Linked DNA regions of Solanum lycopersicum: region 2 is linked to region 1. A link is a contact called in public promoter capture Hi-C data. All regions are on one chromosome and are shown on one strand. Each heading gives the region's core, a stretch centred on a gene start, on an enhancer-like site or on the middle of the called end of the contact. The rest is flanking DNA. Distances are from core to core; before and after follow the strand shown. Region 1 holds the start of LOC101260733. Region 2 holds the start of LOC101262218 (rhodanese-like domain-containing protein 14, chloroplastic).

Evidence for each region. Promoter capture Hi-C pulls out the DNA fragments that hold promoters and counts their contacts.
Region 2: a contact with region 1 is called in a promoter capture Hi-C map of leaf, with 4 times the contacts expected there. The contact joins the promoter of LOC101262218 here to the promoter of LOC101260733 in region 1. A contact is called at or near these places in 1 of 1 promoter capture datasets (leaf) and 1 of 8 Hi-C or Micro-C datasets (leaf mesophyll).

Annotation. Positions count from the first base shown.
Region 1 is chr6:38,267,812-38,272,716 of SLM_r2.1, forward strand. It overlaps LOC101260733, which reads right to left and starts at 2,014. Exons shown (of 8, transcript XM_004240913.5): 1 at 1,564-2,014; 2 at 1-1,129. The coding sequence starts at 1,046.
Region 2 is chr6:38,458,268-38,463,172 of SLM_r2.1, forward strand. LOC101262218 (rhodanese-like domain-containing protein 14, chloroplastic) reads left to right here and starts at 2,834. Exons shown (of 6, transcript XM_004240919.5): 1 at 2,834-3,253; 2 at 3,468-3,514; 3 at 3,683-3,775; 4 at 4,011-4,149; 5 at 4,411-4,513. The coding sequence starts at 3,055. It overlaps LOC112941747 (U1 spliceosomal RNA), which reads left to right and starts at 1,489; the gene lies at 1,489-1,649.

The DNA of each region.
Region 1 (4,905 bases), core at 764-3,263:
ACATGTAGTGGTTCTTCCAAAATTCGAAAGACCTTAGGCGGGAAAATGACACAGGAAGACCCTGTTGTTTTCTTTAGACCCCTCAATTTATTGATTCTCTCTTTCTCTGTCACCAAAGGAGCAAGTTGTGAAAGATGGTTCACTGTGAAGTACATGCAAGATGGATCTAAGTCTGGAATATCGACTTCATCGGATCTCTCGTCTTCCACCACTTGCCATACACGCACAATCTTATCTTCACCGGCACTGGCTAGGTATTGCCCATCAAGGCTGAATTTCATAGTTAATATTGAACCTTCATGAGCCTGGATATCTTGCCCCACAAAAAGTCCAGAGAGTTCATTTAATCGCTTCTTTCGGTGGTGAACCTTAGTCCTCTGAACCCTAGACCTTTGGACAGTACTGGAGCTGTCAATCTTTGAATTGTTAGTTCTCCCTCTGTCATTTACAATGCACGTCAGTAATCGCAATCTACTTATTAAACTCCGCTTGACCACATTCAGTTTTCTCCTAGCATCTCCATTGGCCTCAAATTCTTGTTGTCCAAGTTGCTGGCGTTCCAATTTCATAGTTTCGTGATTAGTCTCAGCCTGATCATGTACATCGCACTCACTTCCACCATCTGGATTGCCACTCCGACACACAAATGTCTCATTTGAATCCAACTCTTTATATGAACCCAAAACACCGACAGACAAACCAGGAAGATGAACTTGCTGAGAAGGAAATTCATCTTCAAGAATTGAGGTTCGCACCACAGCCTCACTACTCTCCATAATCCTTTCAATTTCACAACTAGAATCAGAACTTCCGTATACATCCACTAGATCTTCCCCCATCCAACTAAAGAATTCCCTACGACGCTCTCTAACACTGCTGGGACTTCTACTCCACACATCATACTGGTAGCTACTAGTGACACAATTATCAATCCTGGAGCTGGATTTGAGCACCTGGGGTTCATTAGAACCCAAATCAGGTACTTGGCCAATATTCTCAGAGGCATCAAAAAATACACATTCTTCATCATCACTAATGCTACCCATTATACCTTTGAGTTCACCCCATGAAACCCCACCACAACAAATCACCTTTTACAATGTGCTGAATTATTCTCTCCTCGAAAAGCCTAAGAATTTTTTTTTATAAAAAAAAAAAAAACTACTACAAGTTAGTAAAAGAACAAACACAACTACCAAGTAAACAGCAATTTTATCTGTACTTTTAACATTAGAATAAACAAAAAAAACACAAATAGATCCAGCAAGGATCCCAACCAGACACAATATAAATTACACAGTATAATTTCAAGAAAAGAACCTTTTTTTTTTTAACTTATAGTACTCCACTATAGCTATATCCAAACAGAACCCTTAAGCCACCAAACCAAAAGAAACCAACAAACACCCATAAGTTATTTTCACGGAAACATGAAAACCCACATAAGCAAAATTAATAGGGAAGCAATAAATCAGAGAAAGAAGAAGAAGAAGAAAGAAAACGACAAAGATAGAAAAACAAAAATACGAAATTGAAAGGCGTGAAAAGGATAAATTTGCTCACATGGGTCCGGCTTGTTTCTACAGAATTGAATGGATGAGATAGAAGAAAATATTCAAAGGCGATTTCCCTAGACACAAACACACACTTCTCTCTCTGTTGCTTAAACAGGGGGAAGTTTTAAAGAGAAAAAGGGGAAAATTCCTTGATAGACGTGATGATGAATGGAGCGAGAAACGAGTAAAAGAAAGTATGCTGTGTAGTCTTGTTTGCTTCTTCCTTTGTGCGCCACCCTATTTTGCCCACATTGCAGGACTCTCTCTTACAACATTACAACAACTCTCTCTCTCTCCCCTGTTATTATTTAGCTTTTCTCCTATATAATATATAAACATATTTTTTAACTTAGGTTTAATTATTCCACTAAAATTTTGATTCGATTATTTAAGGAGTTAACTATTTAATATTTTCAAGTGAATGACTCTTCTTTTTAACAAAACATTCCTCTCGTGACGTGAAGCTCTAGCTTCACACATGTTTTATATAGCAGAATATGCGTAGTACACTCATCTAAAACAAAACATTTGTTTCGTGACGGTGAGGCTCTAGCTTCACATATGTACTACTTAGAATTGTCATATAAAACGTCACGTAAAATGTATTTTCTATCTATAAATTTATATATCTATGTATATATAGCTAAAGTTATTTAAATATCTATTTATATATAATTAAAATTGAATCAGTTACAGAAAAAAGAAAAACATCTTTATATATATATATTTTTTATTTTATTTTTGCTATGTAACCGACCATACAATGATAAGCATTACTACTCGATGTATTTGAATTTACTTTGACATAATCCGAGCCAATCGTAAACTTCTTTTAAGATATTGATTATTGACCATTGAGGAAATAAGGTTGGTAGTATCTAAGTAGTAAGTTCATTCTATAAAAGTAGATTCATATATTAAATGTATTATAATTCTTTTTACTATTATAAATATATTTAAATATTTACGTGATTATAAAAAAAATTTATTAATAATATATGGTTTTTTTCTAATAAACAGTTTAATAAAGAGATAGCATCCAATAAAGTGAAACCTATGAATTAATTGACTAGGGAGCCATAGTGACAAACTGCAATTAGGAGTATTCACGATTTGATTAAAATCAATTGAAATAAAAAATCAACAAAACTGAATAAATAATATAAATTGGTTATTATTTGGTTTAGATTTGTATTTTTTTTAAAATCATTTGATTTGATTTTACTAAAAATAAGACGAATAAAAACAATATATCGAATTAATAAATGATATACCCAACATATTTTTATATATACTTTTTTCAAGGAAATTTTATTATACAATTTATTGTTATAAATAGTCTTAACTAACATCTATATTTTTTTTCATGAAAAGTTGCTTCCTCTAAGTAGGCTTATGAACTTGCCATCTATTAAGCTCGCTTATTTTTAAAAAATTATACATTCTAACACATTTATTCAAAGAAAATAATTATGAGCTTACCTTCATATAATTTTTGTATTTCTTATTTACTTGATTAAGAGCCTGTTTGAAATTATTGCTAAAAATTATTTACTTTCAAAAATATTTTTTCAAAATAACTTTTTTCAAAAAAGTGTTTTTAGACAAGAAAAGAATAATTTGTATTTGATTAATTTATTTGAAAAGTATTTTTCATAAGTAAATTGTGTTTGACAAATACTTGCTAAATACTTTTGAGAGTCAAATTAAGGAAAATAACAAATATCAATGTACTATCATTAAGATTATTTTTATACAGAGAATTATTTAATATCTATTACAAAAAGATAGTTTTATTTTTCTTTTTATTAAATTAAAATGGAATATTCAAATTTTCGATCAATATTATACCTTGGAGAACTAAAACTTTGAATTATTTTTTTCTTTCTATATCTTGCAAAAATATTGTTGATACTTTTTTCTAATTGTGCAAAACAATACGTAATATAATAAATAAAATAATAATTCATAATTGTAAAATAACATACAAATTTTAATACATAAAAATAACATATAAAACTTTTAAATGAAACTTAACTAAATTTATGAGATATGTTAATTTAATTAAAAAGAGATATATTGATAAATATGTATATACAGAAAAGATATTTTAGCATTATAAAAAAATAATATTCTGCTTCTACTTTTTTGTAAAAAACAGAATTTTTTAGTTTCTTTCCAACGGTAGAAAAATTATTTCTATTTTCATTTAATAGCATTTTTACTAATTTGTCAAACACCTAATTTAAAAAAAAAAAGTGTATCTGAACTCCTATATCAATGTCAAACAGGCCCTAAAACTTATTGATATTAAGATTGCTTTTCTCCATAATCTAAGAAATTATTACAACCACAATAAAAGGTTAATAATGATATTGTAAGTTAAAAAAATTCTTATCCAATTGTAGGAGAAAAATATAATTATATTTCTTAAAACCCGAAAACTCAAACTAAACCAATAATAATAAAATAGTTAAATATAAAGTATATCTAATTTAATTTAATTTAATTTTAATAATTAAAAAATTAATTAAATTAAATTTTATTTTAAAATCAATTCAAATCAAACTACGAGCGCTTTCACCGACTGTCATTCTTAGCTAATACAAAAGAAGTTGGTGCTGATATTTCTTTATTTTAGAAAAAAGAAAGGCATGGCCACTAAACTCATTGAACATAATAATGTGCTAATCATTATTAAGGATTAAATGATTTTTTTTCTTTTATCTTTTTGTTACAACAAAGAAGTCAAGTGTCTTTGTCGAATCAAATCTGAATAAACAAGTAGAGTGTTTAAAAATTGGTCTCAATTTGATCCAAGAAAAAGTCCATAAAAAATTAAAAAATAATAAAAACAGTGCACAGATGTTTTATAATTAAAATAATATTGAAACAATTTGAATTCTCTTAAAGAAATCCACCAATTAACAATTATGGATTATTATTGACTTGATCATTATAAGCACTACAGTTAACCTTAATTTAAAATTAATTATTTTGGTCAGTATTTTAATTGTGTTATGAAATCAAGCTCATAAGACTATAATCATAAAAAGAAGAATGCAAGAGAAGTAGATAGAAGAAGAGGACTTTTCTTGTTATTCAAATGTATATTACAATGGTGAATGTTATCTCTATTTATAGATAGAGAAATCAACCAAAATGTCATCATGTTTAATGTCACATTAGTAGATACATTTTTATTCCAAAAAGGTTCATATCACCTTGAAAATATATATCCATGATAAGAATAAATTTATGATAAGCTTAATGGGCAATCAACTTAATTCAATGTATTTATAACAAACTAAAAATAAAATAATCTTTTTTTCAAAAATAAAATAAAATT
Region 2 (4,905 bases), core at 1,584-4,083, 190 kb after region 1:
CGGTAAATTGTATAGACTGAAATAATAGTTTTTTAATGGTTGAGTGAGTACTCAAGATTTTTATCAACACATATCACACATTATATAAAAGTAACAGTAATTTATTGATTTAACAGTACTTAAATCATGACTACAATATAAGCACATAATGCACGTTCAACAATTTTATAGTTTTTAAGAAACTAAAAGTACTTTGTAATAAATAAACCTTGCACTATAGTAGTATTATTTTTTTGTTTTTAATAATCAGTTATTTATAAGTAATTTTAGATTGAGTTGAACAAATTAAATCTCTCATATATAAACAACTTTTCATTTTAAGTGAATTCTTTATTTAGCTTCGCCTATAAGAGAAGACATAAAGTTTCTATTCTCTCCTTAAATTCATCAAATATTATAGAAAGTAAAGATATATTAGTGGTGGACGCTCGTATATTTCTCTCTTTGTCATGTAACATGGTGATTGGTTACATAATTTGCATTGTGAAATAATACAATCTATTGAAAATTGCTATTTAACTAACTATTGACCCATAATTTAAGTATTTTAATTGTTTATGACAAATGAATAGTAAGCTTTAGCTAATATTTGTATATCCCATCCATAGGTTCTTCGTACAAATTTATCATCTTCCAAAAATAGAAGAAGTATTATTAAACTAGTGTAATCAAAAACATTTTTAAAAAATAATTGTGGATAAAATCTCTATTGCAGCTCATATATGAATAGTCAACAAAAAATTATTTTGCTAGGAATTGACATTTAAAAAATTAGGATTGTTACGTATACAACCCATTTAATTTACATAAAATTTCTTTGGCAGATTCAAATATAATAAAAATAGTGAAAAAATTCATATATTAGAGATGAGTAATGGATGGTTAGTCATTCTTTCTTTTCCTGAAATGATTTAGTGTGAAAAGAAAATCATACCTATATTAGGAATAAGTAAAAGGTAGAGTTATTCGTTCAACCTTTTTCCCAAAATGATTTTGTGAAAAATATTTTATCTTTAATCTTTGAATCGCGTGTTAATAACATGAAGCTAAAAGTAACAAAATAAAAGTAATTAGACAATCATCACCACTGTTGTTAACATTAGGCTGCCACTTGGCAACTTGTGATACTTCTACCTTTACTTATGAAGTAAGAATTTCGGGCTAGGGCCTGAGAATTTACATCTAGGTGCTTGTCTAGTTCCCGGTGAGACCGTTGATTTTGCGAAGGCCCGAAGATTTTCATTTTAAGTAAATTCATTATTTTACTTATATTTTATAATCCGTAATTATAGTAGTTCGTAATTTAAAGTGTGTTTATTTCTTGTTGTTGGGTAAGACTGCAATTTTATTTTTTTTAATAAACTAATCTATTCAACAATGAAAACTTGAATATGTATACAGAAGAATTCAGTTATCCCACATCCGCAAATAGAGAAGATGGAGATGGAAGGAGGAGGTATAATAATGGGCCAAGTAGGATGTAGTAACATACTTACCTGGACGGGGTCAATGGGTGATCATGAAGATCCATGGCCTAAGCTTGTGACATCCATTGCACTTTGGATGGGTGCTTGCCTAAGGTCGGCCCAAGTGGTCGAGCCTACGTCATAATTTGTTGCTGAGGGGGCCTGCGTTCGTGCGGCCCCTGCCAATTCTAGTTTAAGCTTTGGTCTTAATGGACTGCAGGTCAAAATAATACATTGGTAGCCCAGTGGCCAATCTCTAGCCAACTGCTAAGATAGTTTAACTGAACCTATGCTAAAACTTAATGTAAGATTATGAGAGCAATCTAAGGAATTGTTATATATACTAAACAGCAACATTTGGATGGAGTTGTTCAAATATAACCTTTTTGATCTTGTACTCAATTTTAATGCCCTTTTTAGAAATGTAACTCTAATTTTTATTTTATTTTTTTCCAATTGACTTCAAACTCATAATATAGAGACATTACTTAAAATGTAATAGGGGAAATGTCTATGGCTCAAAGTTGAAAAGAGAGTCTTTGGTAAATGATTTTCACTTCTAAACTAATGGGTCAATGATTTTCACTTTAATAGAGTTGTCTAGTAAAATCCTCTTAATAAAAGAAGTTATACTGCATAGACTTTCTAAAAAATGAATTTTCATTTTTGTGTCACTTTTTGACATATCAAAAAAAGATAATTATACTTTTTCATGTTTACCCTCAACATTAAATTCTTTCTTCAAATCATTTCTTAATATTAAATATCATTTAATAGACATAGTTTAGTAAAATAATTATATCAATAGATTTTTTTTTATGAATACCAAGTCAAAATATGACAAATAAACGAATGGAGTACTATAAATGACAGTTCAAATTCCCAATATTACAATTTAGGAATACTTGGGTTCTATACAAGTTGAATTCACTCGCACCCTTACTTAAATTTATAATAATACACGACAAACAACACTCTCTTTGTTTCATAAAGAATGATCTACTTTAATTTGGCACGGAGTTTAAGAAAATAAAAAAGATTTTTAATCATGTGGTCCTACATTAAAGTTACGTCAAATATACAAAATTGTCCTTTAATCTTATAGTCTTAAACATGCCACGTGAAAAATAGTTACCAAAAAAATGATCATTCTTTTTTAAACGGACTAAAAAGAAAAGAAAGTCATTCTTTTTAAACTGATGAGTAATAATTACTCCTGAAATGGTGAATTCACGTGGACTTGCATTATACTGCCTATGTCTTAGTATTTTTCATCATTCGAGCCAAACAATTTAAGTTTGATCGAGAATTTATACATGAAATTTAAAAAAAAAAAACATAAATGAAATGGAAGAAGTATAATCTTTGAGAGAGAAAAGACAGATGACATGGCAATAATGAAATCCAAATAACCCCACTGCCTTTAAACTATCACCACAAACTCAGATTGCCAAAAATATCCACATTTACAATGATATTTCCAGACAAACAAAAAAAAGAAAGAGAATAAACCAGAACACATCAAGTTTGCATCTTTTCAATCTGTGCTGCAATAATTAGAAATCATAATCTATAGCATCTAACATTAATGGCTGCACTAACTTCAGTTAGCGCAGGCTCAACTTCTGCTTCTTTGCAGCATCGATTTTACTCAACTCCCATAGAATTAGCATCTGTTACATGTAGCTTAGCTTCCACAGGCAAGAGAAGATCATTCTCCTTCAGCAACAACTCTTCAACAACCCTCAGAATCAGATGTGCAGCTACTAAACCTGCTAAATCACCAGGTATAAGATAATTTAGTGGCGGAGTCAGAAATTTAGCGAAGGGTGTACAATATTAAATATACACTCATAATAAGTCAATATTTTAACCCTCAGTACACTACATAATTTTCTAACAAAGGATGTGCACTGGACTACCCTTCGCCCTGCCTATGATTAAAGACTTCTTTTTGTGTGTTTTTACTATTATAACCATTGTTTTTTTTTGGTGGAGTAGCTGAAGAAGAGTGGTCAACTAAAAGAGCAAAATTGCTTGAGAAAAGGGTAAAACAATCTCTCTTTTTCTCTAGTTTTGCATATCATCAACAAAAGGAAACACTACAAGTTATGATCATCAATTGATTAATGCATAAAAGAATTGATAATCCAATTTTTTGTCATTCATGCCTATTAGTTTAGAGAATCTAACAAGGCATAGTATGTAAATTTCAGGTAAGGAGTGTTGAGGCAAAAGAAGCATTTAGACTTCAGAAAGAGAACAATTTTGTGATTCTTGATGTACGACCTGAAGCCGAGTTCAAAGAGGTACAGTCCCATGAATTTTAGTATGTAATGTAACTTTGATAGTATAAAGCTGACTATAAATGAAAGTAGAGGGGTGATATTTACCCTATCCCCTAATATAAATCATGATTCTGTGATCAAGCGAAAATGAAAGCAGAGGAAACAAAAACAAGAGCAGCTCAAATATCCCAAAGATAATATGATTCAATATGAAGTAGACTTTGCTAACTGTGTTAGTTGCTCTTTTGGAATTCAGGCTCATCCAGAAGGAGCTATTAATGTCCAGATATACAGGCTAATAAAGGAATGGACAGCTTGGGACATTGCTAGGAGGGCTGCATTTGCCTTTTTTGGCATATTTTCTGGAACTGAAGAAAATCCTGAATTCATACGACGTAAGAACACTCTTCATATAGTCAGGGGCGGAGACAGAGTGGTGCAACAGGGTCCAAATAATTTCTTTTGCATATATATATATATATATATATACGAATTGTTGGATCCCCTTGGCATAAAAAAATAGTCCATTTCTTTTTTAAGTCCCTTGTTTGAATTCTTGACTTCGCCACTGCATATAGTATCACTTGATAAGTAAAGTATGCATATTATGTTTCGTTGTACATCCAATGAACTAACAAGTTGATATACTCAAGCAGTTGTTGAGTCAAAAATAAATAAGGATGCAAAGATTATAGTCGCTTGCTCATCCGGTGGTACAATGAAGCCTACCCAAAATCTTCCCGAGGGCCAACAATCAAGGTTCTTTATACTTCTCCTTTTTGTGTTTTCGTATTTTGGTTAACATCTTCATTACTCCTATTTAATCGCAAAGAGCTTAATTAGCTGAGTGTCCAAAAGAAAGTTCGTAGAAGAGAAACTCACAGAATAAGTTACCTACACTCACAAACCATGATAATACCATATCAAAGGTGGATGGGGGCATTTTAGTGATCCTTCAACAGTTTTGGCCACCTAAAATTGAAAACTCAAGTATCTTTCTGATAGTATGAATGTAACTGATGAGAATGATCCTACATTGGACCGGGACGAGAACCTTGGGCTCCTTATAAGAATTCAGCAATCCTCCTCTCTTTCAGCTACCTTTTGGGTGTGAGTTACACCTATTACTAAATTTGACTTGGTATAAGAGT